Linked DNA regions of Oryctolagus cuniculus: all the other regions are linked to region 2. Evidence: chromatin contacts called from public Hi-C and Micro-C data. All regions are on one chromosome and are shown on one strand. The core of a region is the stretch at or near the end of the contact, and the rest is flanking DNA. Distances in the headings are between cores, read along the strand shown. Region 1 holds the start of AP3S1 (adaptor related protein complex 3 subunit sigma 1). Region 2 holds the start of TMED7 (transmembrane p24 trafficking protein 7). Region 3 holds the start of CDO1 (cysteine dioxygenase type 1).

Evidence for each region. A called contact is a pair of places that touch in the nucleus more often than the background predicts.
Region 1: a Micro-C map of ear pinna shows a contact between it and region 2, with 4 times the contacts expected there. The contact joins the promoter of AP3S1 here to the promoter of TMED7 in region 2. A contact is called at or near these places in 4 of 6 Hi-C or Micro-C datasets (ear pinna, psoas muscle, skin fibroblasts and 1 more).
Region 3: a contact with region 2 is called in a Hi-C map of liver, with 4 times the contacts expected there. The contact joins the promoter of CDO1 here to the promoter of TMED7 in region 2. A contact is called at or near these places in 4 of 6 Hi-C or Micro-C datasets (ear pinna, liver, skin fibroblasts and 1 more).

What each region holds. Positions count from the first base shown.
Region 1 is chr6:6,048,446-6,053,017 of mOryCun1.1, forward strand. AP3S1 (adaptor related protein complex 3 subunit sigma 1) reads left to right here and starts at 2,733. Exons shown (of 7, transcript XM_070076018.1): 1 at 2,733-2,933. The coding sequence starts at 2,865. It overlaps ATG12 (autophagy related 12), which reads right to left and starts at 2,684. Exons shown (of 4, transcript XM_051844094.2): 1 at 2,208-2,684. The coding sequence starts at 2,373.
Region 2 is chr6:5,870,838-5,874,761 of mOryCun1.1, forward strand. TMED7 (transmembrane p24 trafficking protein 7) reads right to left here and starts at 1,960. Exons shown (of 3, transcript NM_001204345.1): 1 at 1,757-1,960. The coding sequence starts at 1,960.
Region 3 is chr6:6,030,881-6,035,205 of mOryCun1.1, forward strand. CDO1 (cysteine dioxygenase type 1) reads right to left here and starts at 2,384. Exons shown (of 5, transcript XM_017340994.3): 1 at 1,999-2,384. The coding sequence starts at 2,168.

The DNA.
Region 1 (4,572 bases), core at 1,483-3,982, 180 kb after region 2:
TAAATAATGAAATACATCTATAAATCCTGGCTGTGCCCTTTGTGATACGTATGCTATCAGGCCTAACCTTTTACCCTCACCAGGCCACAGTTTCTCCGTTGATAATGGCACCTACCTCATGGGCTGTTGTGAGGATCAGACGAGTTAACACATGCTTAGACCTGTATCTAGCACAAAACTCACAACCATGTATAAAACCATTGTATCTAAAGTGGCATTACAGGCAAACATTATTTGGTTTTACTTACATTTTTCCTAACTACCTAGTCTTCTGCTATATACTTTTAAATAAAGGAAAACAGTAAGTTACTGACAATAAAACACAACGAGGAACCAGAAATAAGTCTGAGAAATCACAAGATTTCAAAGACCCAAGGTATAGATGACACAAACCCGAAGACCAGGAATCTGTCGCACGAAGAAAGTTATTCTCCTTAAATAAGGAAAATGAAAAGGGAATCAACAACGAAATGCAAAACCCCAAGTTAGCTCCATCCTATTAACAGCCTTGCTGCTCTGGCATTCAAAGCTGAGACGCAATGAGTCAGACCCAATTTATTCGAGTTTATTCCTGCCAAGCACCCAGGGCGCTGGTTTCTTCCCACTTAGCCTTCAGCTCCAGAGCTACTTAGGGACCCCAGCTTTAGTCACCTGGGGAAGAGGGACGCACTGGAGACAGCAGAGGGGATTCTGTCAGCCAAGCCCACAGCTCAGCCTCAACCAGGCATCCCCAGGAGGGGCGGGACTGCAGCAGGAGCAGGGCCGCTCAAGGCCCCAGCAGGGTCCAGCTGCATCACAGCGGCTCTTACTCCACAGGTGCTCACTCCTCCGCAGCCAGACGGCACAGCCCAGCCCGGGGACGGTCAGCACCAGCTACTCAGCCCTCGGAGCGGGCGGCTGCTAGGTCCACCATCTCCCCCGCTCACCCTGCCTCGCGGCTGGGAGAACCCTGGCCTGCTTCAAACACCTTTCTTCCTCGCTAGAAACCAAGTTTTATATCACAACAGCAAATTCGAAGTTTGCCCCTGCTTATGGTAAACTAGAAGAAAAAAACAGCCAGAGTTCTGTGAGTTCCAGGGTTCTGCTGGAGAAATACCGCGGTGGGTGTCTACAGAAATGACCCCAGCGCACCGCGGGGGAGCGACGGGACCGTCCCAGGGTCAGGGCCGCACCGGGGGTCCCCGGGGTCAGGGCCGGGCCGGGGGACCACAGGGCGGGAGGGGCCGAGTCCCTGAGGTCAGAGCTGCACCGGGGGTCCGCAGGGCGGGAGGGGCCGGGTCCCCGGCGTCCAGGCTGCACCGGGGGTCCACAGGGAGGGAAGGGCCGGGTCTCCGGGGTCAGGGCGGCACCGGGGGTCCACAGGGAACGAAGGGCCGGGTCCCTGAGGTCAGGGCCGCGCCGGGGGTCCACAGGGAGGGAAGGGCCGGGTCCCTGAGGTCAGGGCCGCGCCGGGGGTCCGCGGGGCGGGAGAGGCCGGGTCGCCGGGGTCAGGGCCGCGCCGGGGGTCCGCAGGGAGGGAAGGGCCGGGTCGCCGGGGTCAGGGCCGCGCCGGGGGCCCACAGGGCGGGAAGGGCCGGAGGGAGCGCCGCCCGCGACGAGGCAACCTCGGGATTCCAGCCGGCTTTCGTCTGTCCTGCGGGCAGCTCCCACGCTGCAGAGCGCTCAGGACAGCCCACCCCAGAGCACCCCGCAGTTCACAGGGGCACGCGAACTCTCGAGGGCCCATCTCGCCGGCAGAGGGCCCACACTCTCGGGCAGAGCGCGCCTCTGCCTTTACTGTTTCCTTGGCGGTTCTCGCGCTGCGTAAAATTCCAGGTTTTTTTTTTGTTTTTGGTGCAAGAAGTGAATTTACGCTCAACCGTGGGAAAACCCCGGACGGGTGGAGGGCAGGAATTCTAAGTCTTTTCGCCTTGATCATTACTCAGACGAGGCGCTCCTCGGCTAGTGCGCAGAGCTGCCGAGACCTCAGCCGGCGCGCACCTGCAGACGCGGGCGGGCTGGCCCAGGCTGCGCTGCCCGGCCGGACGCGGTGGTCCGGGCCCGGCTGCGCGCCCCCGAGCGCTCGAGCGGGCTCCCGCGAGGGGCGCTCCCTCAGAGAGCGCTCACCGCCTGCTTTCTGAATTTCGCTTCTTTATCGGCCTCCACCCCTGCAGCCGCGCGCGTCTAACCACCCACCTCCCTGCCCACAAGGAAGCTCCCCAAATTACTTTTCTTCTTGGTGTCGCCAGGAGGCTCTTCCGTCCCCGGGGAGACGGCAGCGGAAGAAGGGGGCTCCGGCGTGGCTGTTTCCGGGGAGCCCTCCGGGAGTCCTTCGCCGCCAGCAGCAGCAGCGAGCGGAGGAAGAGGCAACACTGCCTCCGGCTCCTCCGCCATCTTCCCTGGGAGGCAGCGGGGGGCGGAAGTGACGGCTGAGCACGTGCGGGGGGCGGGCCCTGCACGTGGAGTGTCTCAAAGGACGCTCAGCTGTAGGGGAGTCTGACCCGACAGTGGAAGTTGGGGTCGCCGGTGAGTCCCCCAAATCGAGCTGTCGCTGGCTCTGACCGTTAAGGTAGCGGATAATGTCTACTCCGGAGAGAGACATTCGGGAAGGGGGTCGTGGGTAAAGTCCTCTTGGGCGGCCCAGCGCGCAGACACCCCGCGCCCTGTGGGCCCCGCCCGGTCCATGTTTCCGCTTCCTCGGAGCCAGCCCCGCCCCTCCCGGCCCCGCCCCACCGAGGCCCCGCCCCGCGGCTCGGGAGCGCGCGCGCGCGCGTGGCAGGGGGCGGGTGGGGAAGGCTCGCCGGCCAGATCCTGAGGCGAGGCTCGCGCGCCCGCCCCCGCCCCGGCCGCCAGCGCCCACCGGGTCGGCCCGGCGCGGCCCAGCCATGATCAAGGCGATCCTTATCTTCAACAACCACGGGAAGCCGCGGCTCTCCAAGTTCTACCAGCCCTACGTGAGTGTCCGGCCGCCGCGGGCCGGCCGAGGGGCAGTCGTTGGCGGCCGCCGCCTCGGAGCGACCCCCTCCGGCGCGCGGCGGGCCTGGGGCTCGGGGTTGTCCGCGTCGGGTGGGCGGGAGCCGGCCGCCCCCGCCCCGCCGCCCCCGGCCTCGGACGTGGCTCCCCGGCGGCGGCGCGGGCCCTGGCGGCCGCGGCCCCGGCAGGTGCGCCGGCCGGCTGCTCTGCTCCGGGGGCCGCCCCTGGCCTCCGCGCTCGGTGCGGCCTCCGGGGCGTGCGCCCCTGGCCCCGAGCCCGGGCGACCCGGCGGTGTCTGCGGTGAGGACCTGCGGGTCCTGTCCGCGCCGCCCGGGAGCCGCGGTCGCAGCCTCCGGCCTGGCGTATTCCTGCGGGAGGGAGTTGGCCCTGGTGCACAGTTTCGCCTCTGGTGAATAGCAGTGCCGGTGACAGCGTGTCTTTGGGAAGCGGAAATAACGCTGGGCGCTGCTGACGAGTGCGGGAGGGTGGGTGGGCCCGGGCCGCCGGCTAGGGCTAGCGGGAGGTGCGCCTGTCGTGTGGTGTCGGGGTGCCCGAGACGCCCCCGCGGCTCGTGCGAGGGCAGACGACAGCCCCAGATGGGGGTCGTTGCTGCCTTGACAAGTGCTGGAAACGCTGCCGCGGACGCGGAGGCGTTAGCTGGAGTGAGCGATCCGGGCTGCTGGGCTGTGTGCTGGGGCCAGCAATGAAGAGTCGCTTCCAGGCCCCCCGCCCCGTCCAACCTGAATCGGAACGCGCCGCCGAATTCCACCGTCATTTTCATCCAGGATGAGATTCTGGTTGCTCCGTCCGAGTGAAAAAAAAAAAGCCACTAAATTGTTTCCCTTTTGCTTCGCATACAGTACTCGCCTTTGTTGACAGTCTCTCCTGGCCGTTTCGCCGGTGCCATCATAGAAAGAATTCAGAAACAAACTTCCTCAGGTGTAGAATGAACTACAGTTCCGCAGTGAGCAGCGTCCCCAATACGGGCAGTGGATCCACTCGTGCCGTGCGGGTTTAGGACCGGGTCTTTCTCCTGCCCCGCGGGGATGGAAGTGCAGTTTCGCTGTCCTCCGTCGGTTGCCGTCACGGTCAGCGTGGGCAGAGGCACTTGGGGCAGCAGTGGGGCTCAGGTGGCATTTTTGGTGGCGCATGAGTGACAGTGCTCCTGAGATGGGAGCAGCGAGCTGCAAAGTATTAAAAAAAAAATGTGTTGGTTACTGGCTGTGTAGAAGTGGGGTCCTAGAAGACGTGTCTGTTTATCAGTCTTTGATAAATTGCATTTGTCTTTCAGGAATAATTTAAGATCACTGATTGGTTCCGAATCCTCCCCCAGATCTAACCTCTGTGGAGGTGAAGCTTTCTGATGCATTGGTTTCACCCATTTGTAAGCACTGTCGTTTACCTCCTGAGTGTACAGACACTGTTTGAAAGTCTGGAGAAGGCGCAGACATCGGGCCTGGCGGTTAAAATGCCTGCCTCTTTCATCGGCGTGCCTGGGTGTGATTCCTGCCCGTGCCCCACCAGCTTTCTGCCGGGGGGCACACGCTGGGAGGCATTGGTGAGGGTTCCGGGGGATTGAGTTCTTGCCCCCGGCATGGGGCATGGGAAGCCTGAGCTGAG
Region 2 (3,924 bases), core at 710-3,209:
CTCACTTCAAGCCTGCCGGAGCTCACACACACCCGTGCGCCTCACTTCAAGCATGCCAGGGCTCACGCACACCCGTGCGCCTCACTTCAAGCATGCCAGGGCTCACGCACACCCATGAGCCTCACTTCAAGCCTGCCAGGGCTCACACACACCCATGCGCCTCACTTCAAGCCCGCCAGAGCTCACACACACCCGTGTGCCTCTGGTGCCTCTTCCTCCCGCCCCGGGCGCCGTGCAGGGCGACCCCCGTTGGTCCTTGCAGGCTGAGCGCCACCACCGCCTGGCAGCACTGTACCCACTGGATGCGCGCACTGCTGCATTCAACACGGTACAGCACATGTGCCAGGCAGGCTCCCGAGGCCATGGCCAGGCCACACCTTCGGGATGTAGCAGAAGGAGGTGCTCAGCGAGGATTAACGAGTCTGCACACTGACTCTGCTACTCGCCAGCTGGTGACCTCGGGTCTTGGCCTGTCTAAGCCTCAGTTCCATCAGCAAACGGGAAGGAAGGACTGCACCCGCTTCATATAAAACTTTCCTAAAAACTAGCCAATCTACCTGAAAGGCTGGGCCAACTGTCTACACGTGCGCAGCTGCTGTAGTGCGCGGAGCAGGAAGTGCAGCGTGGGCACCCATGACCAAGACCTGCAGAAGTGGTCACCGCGTCTCACGCCCCACCAAGTCCTGTGGGCGGCTACTCCGTCTCTCCAACCCTCCCTCTGTCCTCCTTCCCCACGGCCGCCACCCTCGGCTACGCCACCACCATTCTCTGCCTGGGCCACCCAGTGACCTCCTGACCAGTCTTCCCCACCCACCACACCTCACCGCACAAGGTGTCCCCCTGGACAACTCTCTGATGGCTTCCGGCGCTGTCGGGACAAACCAAATCCTTAAGTGGCCAGCAAGGCACTACCTGGCCGGGCCCTGCTGGCCTCTTCCCGGCTCCTCATCCGCAGTCCCCTGGACGCCGTCAGGGTCCTCCTGCTCCGTGTGTCAACCACGGGTCAGCCTCCCTCCTCCCTTACCAAGGCCTCTATCAACCATCCTTCTTATTTTAAAAAAAATTTCAGTTATTTATTTGAAAGGCAAAGTGACACCGAGAGAGGAATAGACAGACAACCCGCCCAAAAAGCCAAAATGGCCTGGACTGGGCCAAGCCGAAGCCAGGGGACTGGACCTTCATCTGGGTCTCCCGCAGGGGCGTCGGACTCCAGCAGGAAGCGGGACGGGACGCCGGCCGGGCACAGGCAGCACACCCTCGGCGCCCCACGCCGGACCCTGCACATCACCCTCCGCTCCGAGAGGAGGCCCTCAGGGACCCCGTGGCCCGACCAGACCCCGGGTACCGCTCCGCGAGCTCGGCTCTGGCGGCTGCATCACCGGCACTCGGAGGAGCCTAAGAGAGGCCAGCAGGAAACCACGTGCCGCTAAGCCAGTGTCCACTCCACGGAGGCCCGAGGCTCAGGAGGGGGCGCCCTCTACGCCCCCTTCGGCAGGCGCTCGCGCCGGGCACTCCTCCAGCGCCAGGAGCCGTACTGACCCCTGACCGGACCGGGGCAGCCCTGCCACGCTGGGGACGCGCAGGTGCGCTCGCGGGGCGGGTGGACACTGGCCACGGGGGGAGGAGCGGCTTTTAGGAGGACTGCTGTCCTTTGGATAAAGCAACTGTTTCCGAAGAGGGGCTTCCCCGCAGTCCACGCGTCTCGGCACGCGCGAGGCTGGCAAGGGGACGCCGGCGGCCCGCAGGCCCGCGCTACCTGGAACTCCAGGGTGCACTTGGTGCCCTGGGCGATGTCCTCGTAGAAGCACTGCTTGGCGTTGTCCGGCAGCTCGAAGGTGATCTCCGAGGCGCCGCCGGGCCCCGGCACCAGCAGCAGCAGCAGCGGCAGCAGCAGCAGCGGCGGCGGCGGCGCCGGCAGCCGGCAGCCCCAGCGGCGCGGCGCGGACCCAGGCCGCGGCATCCCGACACGGCGGTGGCCTCGACGGAGTCGGCGCTGCTCGGCTCCCCGCCGCGGCAGGCTGCGGGCCGTTCCAGGCGCAGGGCAGGCCGCTCCGGGCCCCGGGTGCGGGGAGTCGCCGCCGGGGTTCGACGAGGGGCGTCGAGCGGCCGGGGCCAGGAACCGGGCACGACCAGGGAGCTGAGAGAGGACCGGCAGCCAACAAGCGGAAAGGGCCCGAGCTAGCCGGAAGTGAGGGTGCGCGGGGGCGGGAAGGGGCGGGGCCGGAGGCACCTGCTCCAGCGACCCGGATGTGCTCGCCTCAGGCGGGAGGTGTCGTCGAGTGTACGTGGAAGACCGCGAAGCGTCGACTCCGCCCCCGCCGTGGCCGCGGGGCGGGGCGAGGCGGCGGGTGGGCGGGGGCCTGGAGGGGGTGTGGCCGGCGGGTCCCGGGCGAGGGGTGGGGCCGGCGGGGCCTGGAGGGCGGGGCCGGAAGTGGCCGCGACCGGTGGTTCGGGTGAGGGGCGGGGCCTGGAGTGGGCGCGGCCGGCGGTCCGGGCGAGGGGCGGGCCCGGAAGTGGGCGTGGCCTCTTGGCCTGGGCGGGGCGCTCCGCGGCTGGCGGCTTCTGTGCCCGGCTGCGGGCGCCGGGGCTCTTGACTCGGGTTCTGCCTCCGTGAATAAGGGCAATGACGCGGCGCGTACCAGGAAGGGTTACTGCAGGTGTCAGTGTCTGGGGCATGCACAGTGCAGTAAGTACCAGATACACCTCTGCTAAACAAGAAGTGTGTGTAGAGCACCGGGCAGGCGGGTGACCTAGCTGGTGGCGCTGCCTACTGTGCACGGGCACCGGGAGGCGGCACCTGCACGATGGATATACGGAAGCAGAAGGCAGGGGCCAGGCCGGGGGGGGGGCGGTGCGGGGCCGCCCCTCGTCCCCCAGAGGCCTGGGCACCTGTCGCCCTACGGTGGGGGGCGGGGATGGAGGAGACCCCCGGGGGCTCAGCCGCAGGGAGAACCAGAAGCTAGCGCTGTTTGTGCGCGTGCCTGGGAAAAAGGCTGAATTTGAAAGTTGAAAAGAGGGTTCTGCTTACTAGCGCTGTGACCTTGGACAAGGGACACTGCTCTTTTAATTCTTTTTGAAGATGTATTTATTTACTTGAAAGGCAGAGTTACAGAGAGGGGGAAGTGAGAGACAGAGATCTTCCATCCGCTGATTCACTCTCCAGCTGGCCACAATGGCTGGAGATGTGCCGATCCGAAGCCAGGAGCTTCTTCCAGGTCTCCCACGTGGGTGCAGGCGCCCAAGCACTTGGTCCGTCTTCTACTGCTTTCCCAGGAGCATTAGCAGGGAGATGGGACGGGGCAGTGGAGCAGCTGAGACTCGAACCGGCGCCCCAGGTGGGCTTTACCCGCTGCGCCCAGGGCTGGCCCCCAGCACTGCTCCAGGTCTTGGAGACTCACGGTGCAAGGAGAGCCGTGTGCTGGTTCATCCTGGAGAGGCTGGCGGTGATGGCGCCAGTGCAGACGAAGGCCCTGTGGCCAGCCAAGGAGGGAAGAGCCTGTGCCCGCCTTAGCCGTACAGCCAGCGCCCTGCGGCCACCGCCTTCTGCAGGCGCGGCCCCGGTGCCCCACGCCTCGCACTGCGCCCACCTCCTGAACCCCGTCATGGTGAAGTTTCCGCTCTTCGTGCCTCCAGCCCCTGGCTTTGCAGTTCGAATGTCTGTGCTGTAGTCAGCAGTCACAGGGCGCTCACGTAGCTCCTCGCCGTGGAGGAACTCCGGCACGGTGGGACACACCAGGACACAGGTGCAGGAATGCTTAACGCCAAAGCTTGCCCACAGTCCCAGCTAAAAATGCCCTCAGAGCCACGAATGGGAGACACAACGCAGCAATGGAGATCTCCCCACGTGGGACACCACCAGGGACTCCCACACTGCAGAGAGGCAAGGCTCGAAAGGAATCAGACTAGAAAGGCGGACAGCAACCT
Region 3 (4,325 bases), core at 1,134-3,633, 160 kb after region 2:
GGGTGCTTGGTGGGGAGGATTTACTGTCTGGCCCACACCGGGACAACTTCTGCTTGGTTCTTCTGCACTGGTCCCGGCAGAGGCAAGGATGAGAACCCCTCCAGTGCTGGGCGTCCACTCAGTGCAGAGTCCTAGAGGCAGCTCATTCCCCTCAGCCCTCTCCTCCGAAACTGCCTGCTCAGGACCCCAGCCCGCCTCTGCATGAGCGGCAGCCACGGCCCCGCAGATCCGCCAACCCCACCAGCTGCAGTTCAGAGCTCGCAATCAAGACTCACAAGGGGCCAGCGCTGTGGCACAGCCGGTTAAACCATGGCTCTATGGCACCCCATATGAGCACTGGTTTGCTTTGAGTCCTGGCTGCTCCACTTCCAATCCAGCTCCCTGCAAATGCATTTGGGAAAGCCACAGAGGATGGCCCAAGTGCTTGGAGCCCTGCCTTCGACCTGGCTCAGCCCCAGCTGTTACAGCCATGTGGATCATGAACCAGTGCTTGGAAGGTCTCTCCCTCTGACTCTCCCTCTCTCTAATCCTACCTTTCAGATAAATAAAATAAATATTTGAAAAATCCACTTGCAAAGAAAAAAAATAACTCAAGGCCCCTGGAAATGACCTTGTTCCAAAAATTAAGAGCTGGTACAAACCAGTCTGGTTAGTCAATAACGCTTGGACAATAATAAGCCAGTCAGATACACAAGAGATCTGCAAAACGTTCACAGTAAAAATGCCTATTATGATAAAACCACACGTTGATTTCCAGACATCTTCAAGCCTTTCTTTATTTAAGTGAGAGGGTGGAGAGGGTAGACTGCTGGTTCAGTCTCGGAATGCCTGCAAATGCCAGAGCTGGGCCAGGCCAGCTGCCAGGAACAACCCAGATGGCAGGACCCCACCCCGCTGATCCTCCCGCCACCCTGCAGGGTCTGCTCCAGCAGGAAGCTGCGTCCAGGAGCCAGAGTGAATCGCAAGGACTCTGGTGGCTGGGGGACAGGGGCCTCCCACCCAGCATGCCCAATGCCCGCCTCTGAGAGCAAGCTTTTTCTGCACCCAAGTAAACTTCCTTTAATTCCATTTTTCCATGGGCTTTTTCAAAGTCCCTCTGCCGCGCTATCCGCCTGTTACAGCGCCGCGCGCCGGGGTTAGTTGGAACAGCCCCGCCGTCCCGAGCTCCGACAGAGGCAGTCTGTGTGGGTCACGCAGCCTGCTGCCTGCCTACCATCCTCCGCCGGTGACCAGGGACACGACGGGCCTTTCTGAGGAGGGTCCTGGCCCCCGCAAGCCCTTGTTCACCTGCAGAGCACACGGGCAGCACTTGAGAGTGTGGACACTGTAGCAGCGTCACTCCCAGCCACAGCTGGACCGACCACGAGCCGGGCCGACAGGGGCCCAGGGAACTGCTACCTGCAGGTGGGCAGTGGGCTCCTAAGTTGGACTCGCTTTTCCCAATGCAGGTCCTCCAACAGAGAGGAAGGCCGAGGAAACCTCACAGCACTCACGAAAACCGCCTCCAAGAAAAACAAACCGGACTCTGGGCTTGTTTTCCTCCCTCTGCTCCCTCCCTCCCCTCCCCGACCGGCCCTGCGGACGCAGGAGCTGCTGCCCCGCGGACACGCAGCTCCGCCCGCGCCCCAGGCCGGCCGGGACCCCGCTTCTCCGCGGCGCGCGGGAAGCGCGTCTCCAGCCTGCACCACGGGATGAGGAGGCGGCTCGTGCCCCGCTGGAAACGCCGCATTCAGTCTGAAACCCGGTGGCTGATGTGACCAACCGGGCACCCGGCAGGTCGGCGGTCACGAAGGCGCGTGGGTGAGGGCAGCCAGGGCGCAGTGTCGCCAGGCAGAGGCCCGACGCACCGCCGCGGGCGTCCACGGAGCTGCGGGCGAGCCTGCCGCGCGCCGGGCCGCCTCGGTCTCCACCAGCGAGGCCGGCAGCGTCCACCTTGCGCGAGCTAGGGCCCTGCGCCCCCTCGGCGGACCCAAGGCCCGGCCGGGGCGGCGCGCTCACCTGTATTGGTCGAACTTGGCGTAGAGCGCCCACTCGGCGGGGTCGCTCTCGTAGGCCTCCAGGACGGCCTGCACCTCCTCCACATGGACCTCGTCGCCGGCGAAGAGCTGGTGCAGGATGCGGATCAGGTCGGCCAGGCTTCGTGGCTTCAGCACCTCGGTCGGCTCCATCCCGGGGGCCCAGGCGCGCGTCTCGCTGCGGCTGCGGGCTAGGGGCCCAGGCGCGCACCGGCACACAGAGGCGCAGCCCGCACGCACCGACTACTCCCTGGCCCCCGCGATCGAGACGCCACCGCAGGCAGCGCGGCGCTCGCCAACCCGCATCAACTCCGCCGAGGGCGTCCTCCCGGGCCGCTTTTAAGCCTCGGGACTGAACCATCGGCCCTCGGGGGGTGGAGCGAGTGGGAGCCACCCCGGAAAAGCGGCGGAGGCGGGGAGGGCGTGCCGACCAGGCCCCCATGCGCACAGCCCGGGGCTCCCGCTCGCTGCGGGCGCTGCCAAGCGCCCCGCTGTCTCCCGCGGCCCTGCGCCCGCGGCAGGGCTCGGGCACCTCGCCCCCTCCTCAACCGCGCGGTCTGCCCGCCCACCACAGCGCGCGCCCGCGCAGCCTCCCCGCAGGCGGCCCCCTGCCCAGACGTGGACAGAAAGGGCCGCGGAGGAAGGATTGGGGAGGACGGCCCGGGGCATGGGCGGACCCCCTCCTGCCAAACGCAGCTGAAGACTCGTTGGGGGTCAGCGAATCCAGAGGGGGCTGGGCGCGGCTGCTCGGTCGCCTGGGAGCTTGGCTGGGGTCCGAGGCAGGGGCCGGTGTCTGGACTGAGACGCAGAGCCGGGACGTCGGTCGCGTTTGCACAGAGGCGGCTGGGGTCTCTCCAGGGTGAGAAGGTGGAGAGCCAGCCCCCAGGAGCCTCTGGCTGTAGTCTCAGACGCTGCCCAGCGGTGTATCCGGTGGGGGACTCTCACCTTGCCACTGACTGCTGGCGGCCGCGGGCGGGGGTCCGGGGCCTGCGCCTCTGGGGTCACGCATACCGAGACACATTTGCGTGTCGTGGGTCCCGCCTCGCGTGCCTGGGGAGCGCCGCGAGTTACACCAGGTTGAAATGAGAAGAAACACGTGGAGGAGGAAATGCAAGTGTGGGTTCCTAGGGCATGATTCCGACTCAGGACTGTAAATCCTGGACTCCCGCAGAACTGGCCGCCGCAGGTGCCCTTCAGGGTATTGCGGGAGTCACTGACTTGCACACTTTTGTCTTCTCAATTTTGGAGCACCTTAATTCCCTATCGTCAGCTCTCCTAACCCATTCCTCTTTGGAACCGGCAACAGAAATCAAATACGAGCTTAGGCTTCGCATTGCATATCTGGCACTCCTCTGACGGTTCACTTTCTGCGTTCTCCAGTCCCTCGCGGATCTTCAGTGTCCTCGAGGATCTCTGCTGGTCACTCACACTCGCGTTTCCTCACCGGCTGTGCTCTTAAACCCTCCCCTGGCCCGCAGGCAGTGTCAGCCTCCACCTGGCGCCTCCCCATTCTCACAGCTGGGTGCAGTCTGACACCCTCTGCCACTTCAGTGTTTGCAACTCCTGTCCAGAGGTTCCACCTGTTGCAGCCGGGCGCCGGGGCTCTGCGGGGACCTCGCCAGCACCACTGCCCCTCTCTGTCACTGCAGCGTCTCTGCCTCCATTCCTCTCAGGATTCACCTCCGTGCAAAGCTTGCTGCTCTCCTTCAGTCTGTTTCATTGCGGCTGGATTCCTGTGCCAGCCTCCAGAAGTTGGTTCCATGGTTCCAGCTCCCCCAATACAGACCCTTTGGATTAATTCCCTTCCTTTCCTTCTGCCTGTATTCTACAAGGCCATTTCAGCATGTTCAAATTTTTATTTATTTATTTTTACAGGCAAAGTGAGAGAGAGAGAAAGGTCTTCTTTTTCCGTTGGTTCACCCCCCAAATGGCTGCCACGGCCAGTGCGCTGTGCCACCGATCCGAGGCCAGGAGCCAGGTGCTTCCTCCTGGTCTCCCATGCAGGTGCAGGGCCCAAGCACTTGGGCCATCCTCCACTGCCTTCCCGGGCCACAGCAGAGAGCTGGACTGGAAGAGGAACAACTGGGACAGAATCCAGCGCCGCAACTGGGACTAGAACCCGGGGTGCCAGTGTCGCAGGCAAAGGATTAGCCAAGTGAGCCACGGTGCCGGCCAACATGTTCAAATTTTAAAGTCTAGCACCTGCTTTCCTCTCAGATTGGCAATTTCTTTGCATTGACAACTGGAGCCTGAGCATTCGTCACTCTTTGGGGGCTGCGAACCCTTAGCACAGGCTCTGAGTTTTATTTT